Linked DNA regions of Mus musculus: region 1 is linked to region 2. The links are chromatin contacts, called in public HiChIP or PLAC-seq maps. All regions are on one chromosome and are shown on one strand. Each heading gives the region's core, a stretch centred on a gene start, on an enhancer-like site or on the middle of the called end of the contact. The rest is flanking DNA. Distances are from core to core; before and after follow the strand shown. Region 1 overlaps Zeb2 (zinc finger E-box binding homeobox 2). Region 2 has its middle 26 kb from the start of Gtdc1.

Evidence for each region. HiChIP or PLAC-seq counts read pairs in DNA pulled down with a chosen protein or histone mark.
Region 1: a contact with region 2 is called in an H3K27ac HiChIP or PLAC-seq map of heart atrium, with 5 read pairs. The contact joins two enhancer-like sites. A contact is called at or near these places in 3 of 115 datasets of contacts at active chromatin or transcription factors (bone marrow-derived dendritic cells, fetal liver and heart atrium) and 1 of 9 other capture datasets (adipose tissue).

What each region holds. Positions count from the first base shown.
Region 1 is chr2:45,096,850-45,100,228 of GRCm38.p6, reverse strand. All of the region lies in intron 2 of Zeb2 (zinc finger E-box binding homeobox 2), which reads left to right. Among named protein-coding and RNA genes, the nearest start is that of Zeb2os, 13 kb to the left of the region's middle. Within about 2 kb of position 2,053, at least 26 of the 459 cell types and tissues checked have an H3K27ac peak or open chromatin away from gene starts, as enhancers often do. A contact at or near this core is called in heart atrium, where this site is marked.
Region 2 is chr2:44,951,850-44,954,832 of GRCm38.p6, reverse strand. No RefSeq gene overlaps it. Among named protein-coding and RNA genes, the nearest start is that of Gtdc1, 26 kb to the right of the region's middle. Within about 2 kb of position 1,537, at least 99 of the 459 cell types and tissues checked have an H3K27ac peak or open chromatin away from gene starts, as enhancers often do. A contact at or near this core is called in heart atrium, where this site is marked.

The sequences.
Region 1 (3,379 bases), core at 804-3,303, 140 kb before region 2:
TGACCCAAGAAAGTATGAGCGCTGATAAAGCCATGCCCAGGAACAGGGGGCACCGCAGACCTGCTTAGACATTACTGTGGGCTTTCAGAAGCCAGACTCAGGAAAGCAAGGACTCTGACATATAGTGTAGGGAGGAGAAAACATGTCCAAAAAGACCTGACTGAAACTTTGCTTTCATTTTTTGACTGAGGGATGCAGTCATCAGAATGGTTCACCCTTGCTTGCAGTTATTTCCCTTACCGAGCTGGGTTGAAACACTGAGACTTGAAGCTGCCATTCTGGTAAAGAAGGTGAGACAGGACCATTACTGTACATATTCGAGTTACTTCTCCTATTTTAACTACAAAATTACTACTCAGATAACTTCTCAATCAATAGGTCAAAGAATCCATTCTAGTATAACTCCCATTTTGGGCTTCTTCTCCATCTTTGTGTATCCGGGAATCATTTTTACTTTTGTTGTAGTATAAACTGGGAAAGGTTGAATTCTTAACTTGAATTCTTTGAAGTTAATTTTTTACATCTCATTTGTATGAAGGTATTCCTTCTATCATATAACGAATACAGAGTTGGTCAGTTTACTCAACTTAACCTAAAGGAAGGCATGAATCTAAGTCTCCAGTAAAGTGATTTCTTTCTTTTGAGAGTACGTAATTACCCAGAACGATTTTCCATGACAACAAGACACATTCCACATAAAAACCAGCAATAGCTACATTGCTTAAATGAAAGAATATCAGGTTTTTGTTCCTTACAGACTGTTTCGTGTTTCTTAATTAATCCTAGAGAAGAAGAAAAAGTGTTTCTAACAAGGAAGTAGCCACTCCCTCTCCCCCAGATAAGTAACCGGTAACAAATCAACAAATTAAAACATGCTATGTAGATCTGAGATTTTGTTCCCCTCATATACAAGTGAGTACATTTCAAGCAGCCAGTGCCCACGTGATCCACGAATTCAGCATACAGCTTTCACTCCTTGCTAGCTTAAATTGTATTTATATTCTCTTGCATATCCAAGTAGCTGTAATCAAGGAAACTTTGCAATTGGCCTATTCTTGGAAGTACCTGTTTCTATTTTCAACACCCAAGCACATCAATGGAAGTGTTTCACATCATGAGATTTCTCAGTTGTAAGAGGTGAGGTTTACATAGAAAGAACTCAGTCGGCTGTGTTTTCATAACAAAAAGTCCCATTAAGGGAGAAATATCTAGAAGCAAGATGGTTACCCCCTAAAGATTTCCCATCACCTTTGCTCTGCTAACAAAAATGTGAAAACTAAATCCAACCCATCTGCACACTCCTATACACCCAAACACGAATGCATACTAGGGTCCTAACTCTGGGTCTTTTTCTCTTTAGCCTTACTCTAAAGAAGACCTACCCCATAAATGAGACCCATTTAAACAAAAAGCATAGATAGGAAGAGTTGATGTAGACTTCTGCAGTCAGATTTCAGGAGAGAAAGATGTTCTCTGTGCTACCCGAGGCTTACTGAATTTGCTTGTATCTAATAATCTACGCTTAAGTGTATTGTGTAGGATAAATTACTTGCTTTATGCTTTTAAGCTGTTTTCCTTAAATAGTGCCTACCTTAATATAGATTATCCTAGATTTATTGCAAGTTATTATGGGAAAGGAAAGGAAAGGAAAGGAAAGGAAAAAAAAAGAAAAGAAAAGAAAAGAAAAGAAAAGAAAAGAAAAGAAAAGAAAAGAAAAGAAAAGAAAAGAAAAGAAACTCAGCATTCTGGAATCCTAACTGAAGATAATACTTTAAAGTGGTGTTTATAGTGTTTAGGAGAAAGGGGGAGGGAGACCTTTAAGCTACACTAAATACTTAGAGGTGTATAGTACTTTATACTTGTGCAGATAAAGAGTGAGGTAGCCTTGCTCCATGAATCCCAGGCCACAAATGATATGTGCCAGTAGGTTCTTTGATAGGGTTCCTGGCCACAGTGTTTTTGTGCTGTCAAACTGCTATGTTGAACAAACACCTCCTCCGGGACAAAGTGATAAATGCAGAGACAGGCTGGCTTCAACCAGTCTCAGCGACCTCCTCAGCCACACCCCCACTCCCAGGTCCACCTTCTTCCCCTCCCCCACACTTGAAGTTGACAGTGTAGAGAGGTGGGCAAGGTTTTTCCGAGGTGTCAGGGGTGACTGATTATTGCCCCTCCCTAAGTCTTAGGAACCGGTATTCGGGTTACAGGCAAAGTCCTTTTTCTGGCAGGCTTTATCTGGTCTTTTTCAATGAAACTAAACTGGAGCTAAACTTTTGCCAACTCGAACCTTCTCCACTTTTACTTAATCGCTCAGAAAACGGCTTCCTTTCCTCATGTGTTCTCTCCAGTGATTTGAGCGTCATTTTCTAATGTTCAGATGATTGCGTCGTGCAACACGAAACAACAAAAAAATGTTGCCTTAAAAACATCCAAACACGATACATACTACTTTCTTGCTTCCTAGCATTGTTTTAGGGCCAGCATTTCAGATGGATAGTCAATGAAATTTCTCTTCTCTCTGTTAGAGCCATTATTCTCTGACTAAACCCTGTTTGTTGGTGCCTTTGTGTGTGCATTTTTTCCCCCGATGTTAAATGAATTTCCGTCTTCTACTTCTGCAATCTCTAAGAAATAGATAAACCATTATATTTTTTCTCCTGCTCGTATTTTAAAGTGGTGATCCTGACAGCAGGACGATTATTGCACTTTATGTTTTAGTGGATGTTTGCTGTTGCTAGTTACAGCAACACTTATCATAAGACAGCAAGAAAGGAGTAGTCCCTGGTAATTAAAGTAATGAAATATTCATTTACTCTACCTTTTCTGTAGTCTCACAAATTAGGCTGCTACATTTAATGCCTGCACTGCCTCTGTTTTTATTATAATGGCAGCTTTCGCATCTGCAATTAGGACTAATTCTGACAGTTACAATTTCTGAGGGACGGTAAACAGTGAGCGAGCTGTGCAGCGGAGGTATTACACGTGAAAAGCCCTTGTCTCTTTAACCTTGTTGTTTTTTTTTTTCTCACAGAGGTTACCTTTTCCCGATGGTGCAAAATCGACTTGACATAACTGTTCATCAGTTTCAGGGTTTTCCCTGGAGGTATTTGCATCAAATCAGCCCAGTCAAGCTTCAAGTTGAAATTGGCAGGCCAGAAACTCACAGGGTAGAGACTAGAGAAGAGACAGCCAACGTACAGGCAGCAAACTGACAGCAGCCGAGTCTGACAGAGAGGGGGAGAGGCTGGGAGAAAGGGAAAGATTTTCAGCTTGAGTGTTGGGGAACCCCAGCCCCTCCTGGGCCAATGTCAGTAGCACCTGAAACTCCAGAAGGAGCAGGAAAGGTCTAGATTCAGAACACCTCCCACCACTAGGGCCC
Region 2 (2,983 bases), core at 288-2,787:
TTGCATTTAAGGAAATGTGCTTGGTCTCTCAAAGCAGATGAATTTGAGGCTTCTTGTTTGTTTGTTTGTTTGTTTGTTTTCCCACATCTTGTGTGCATTCCTCAAGGCCTAGAATAGTATTTAGTGAGATAAGAAGCACTCCATAAGCACATATTGAATGGCAACTAGAAACAAATTGGGTTGGAGAGATAATGCTAAGCTGTAAATGCTTTTCTGTTAACTGTAGTGTGTGGACCTGCAGTGAACCATGATCTCAGCACAGAGAGCTTGGACTGGCAGAATCAGTTTACACTGTCAGACAGAGGCATGGAGGGGTGATGGGTAATTCTACGATGAGGGTATTGCATTTCAGATTTGCTAACTGTACATTGCTCTAGAGGAGCTATTCATGCTTTCATCTGTGTAACTTGGTACCTCTAAGAGTTTCTACTCCAGTTGGCTAAGCTCACAAAGAATACAGTATGGTTTGTGCCCCCAGTCATACATTATATTGGCAAAATAGATATTAGCCTTTTCCCTTATCACTAGAAACTTTGTTCCATCATTTGCTCCTTTATCTGAAACTCTAAGTTTGTTTTTTCTTTTCTTGTGCTCCATAAAATGTTTCCATCTTTTTTTCTCATGACAGTAGTCATGATGACCAAGATGGTGAAGACAGTACTTATATCATATAGCATCATTCTTTTATGTTCATGGGTGAAAACTTTGCTCCCTCCCTCGTCGCAGGTGTGTGTGTGTGTGTGTGTGTGTGTGTGTGTGTGTGTGTGTCCTGAAGTTGATGCAGGAATCATCATCCATTGTTCTTTCACCATGTTCAATGAGAGTCAGGGTCACCAATCAAACCCAGAGCTCCCAGATCACTACTCTTTCTAGCCAGCTTGGTCTCGTAATTCCCTGAGATTAAAATTTTAAGTGGACTACCTGCACATCCCAAATTTATGTAGCTTTTGGGAATGTGAACTTTGTTCCTCACACTTACCCAGCAAATTTACGAAATGTAACATAATGATTTTTCATGATTATTATAAAATTGAGCATGGAGTTATAATTGGTATATATATTTAAAACAAACATAAATTATATAATTAGACTAAATGGTAAATAAAATATTTTGATCTAGGAAAAAATGAAGCCAATGACTATCTATCTATCTATCTATAGATTTTGTAAAATGAATCAATAAATATTGTTCATGTGGAAGTTGGAGGAAGCAGATTTTCCAATTGTTTTTCCTTTTTAGAGGATATGGTTTAAAGTTATTTTAGATACGCAAATTTGTAGGGCATAGTGTTACATACATACTTGCATATGGTATGTAACACCTTCTAAAATAAACCACTTTTCTTTCTCCTATTTATTCTGGTCCTTTTGTACCTTTTCCTTCTTGCTTTTCTGCGTCCATGCTCCTCCCTCGAACCCTTTCCACCCCCTCCCTTATCCTGAGAGCTCCTGCCTTATCTCTCACTCCACTCTCTTCCTCTGTGCTTCCAAGTCCTTCTGAAGCCAACCTCCCCAGGCCTCCTTTGCCCTCTGACCCTTCCTTCCTCTGCAGGACTGTATTTCCCCTGCCTCTTGCAGCAACCTAAGCAGAACAATACTAGAAGCAGAACTGGCCCTCTGACAAAAAAAGAGAACAGCTGGAAAGAAAACCTTACTCACAAAGAAGACAAGCATCTTCGAATGTCTGTGGGAGGGTTTGCTAAATCATCTGCTTGTTCACATGTGGAACTTCCAACAAAGTGATTTCCTCTTAGGTGAGGCGGGCAAGAAGCACGCACCTCAAACTAGATGACTGAGCAAATCCAAGGACTTACCGACCTCTCACTGAAGTTCAGCTCTTCTCCCCACCCCCTGTATTTGTGCCCTGACCTTTGCTTTTCTTTTTCACTCCCCTGACCTGAAAGCTCTGTTGCAAGAACTCAAAGAGCCAAGCTCTGCCCACAGTTGTGAGTCACAATTCTGAAACCAAGCGGCTCATAGGCATGCATTTAAAGGAAGTATTGGGCCTTTGGGACTCAGGTAAAATAATAACAGCTCGTTCATTCTTTGTTTGCTTATTTTCTTAAATCTTTATGGAAGAAGCACAAGGCCTGCTGTACCTGAATGTCATTTTTATAATCATTTTAACAGTACACAGTAGAATTAAAAATCCCACAGTAGATCTCCTGCATTATAGCACAAATTAACAACAACAACAACAACAATATCCTGGGCCCCATGTCCAGTACACAGTCATAGAGATGTGTTCACTGTTATAGTGTGAAGTATCAAAACCATTTTTATTTTTTTGGAGCTAGTTTAAATAATATGGCTGCACCGGATGAGTTTAGGAAAAAGGTGTGCCAGCTAATCTCCTCCCACCCCTACAGCCTTCCCCCTCCTTAGCCTTTCTTTGCAACTCTCAAGTCTTTGCTTCCTATCTCTTGGGTTTTCTCTCCCACCCCCCACCCCTCTACCTCCCATCACCCCAAATCAAAGCTGTACTCAGAATCAATTCTTTAGGCTCTCTTCCTGGAGACTTGTTTGTCTACAAGAATGCATTTTATTTTTTTTGAAACACTTGCATTTACATTTTATTGGTGTAAAAACTGTGATATGCCACCTAGTATAAAACAATGGCAATAAAGAAAGCAAAGTTTCTTCCAAGATCCATTTTTCTAGAGCCAAATATTACTAAACAATTCCCGTAGTAGGCCTATTAAAATTTTTAAATGTAAAATGAAATATTGAAGAGGTCACGCCTGACTGTACAGTACACCCGGTTGTATCTCTTCCAGGCATTTCTTTGTTTCCCCACTCCCTAGGGAGGTGTTCAGGAGCAGACAGGAGTGTCTAGACACCTCTGGCCTCTTTTTAATATCAGTCCTGGAATGTGGCACCTTCTCTACCCAAGTATAGATCTGCCTGCTGGCAAATTCTTTCCTTCCAGCTTGTCCTTACTCTTTTGTTTTACTGCCCGAACAAAGTGCAAATGCCTTTCTCT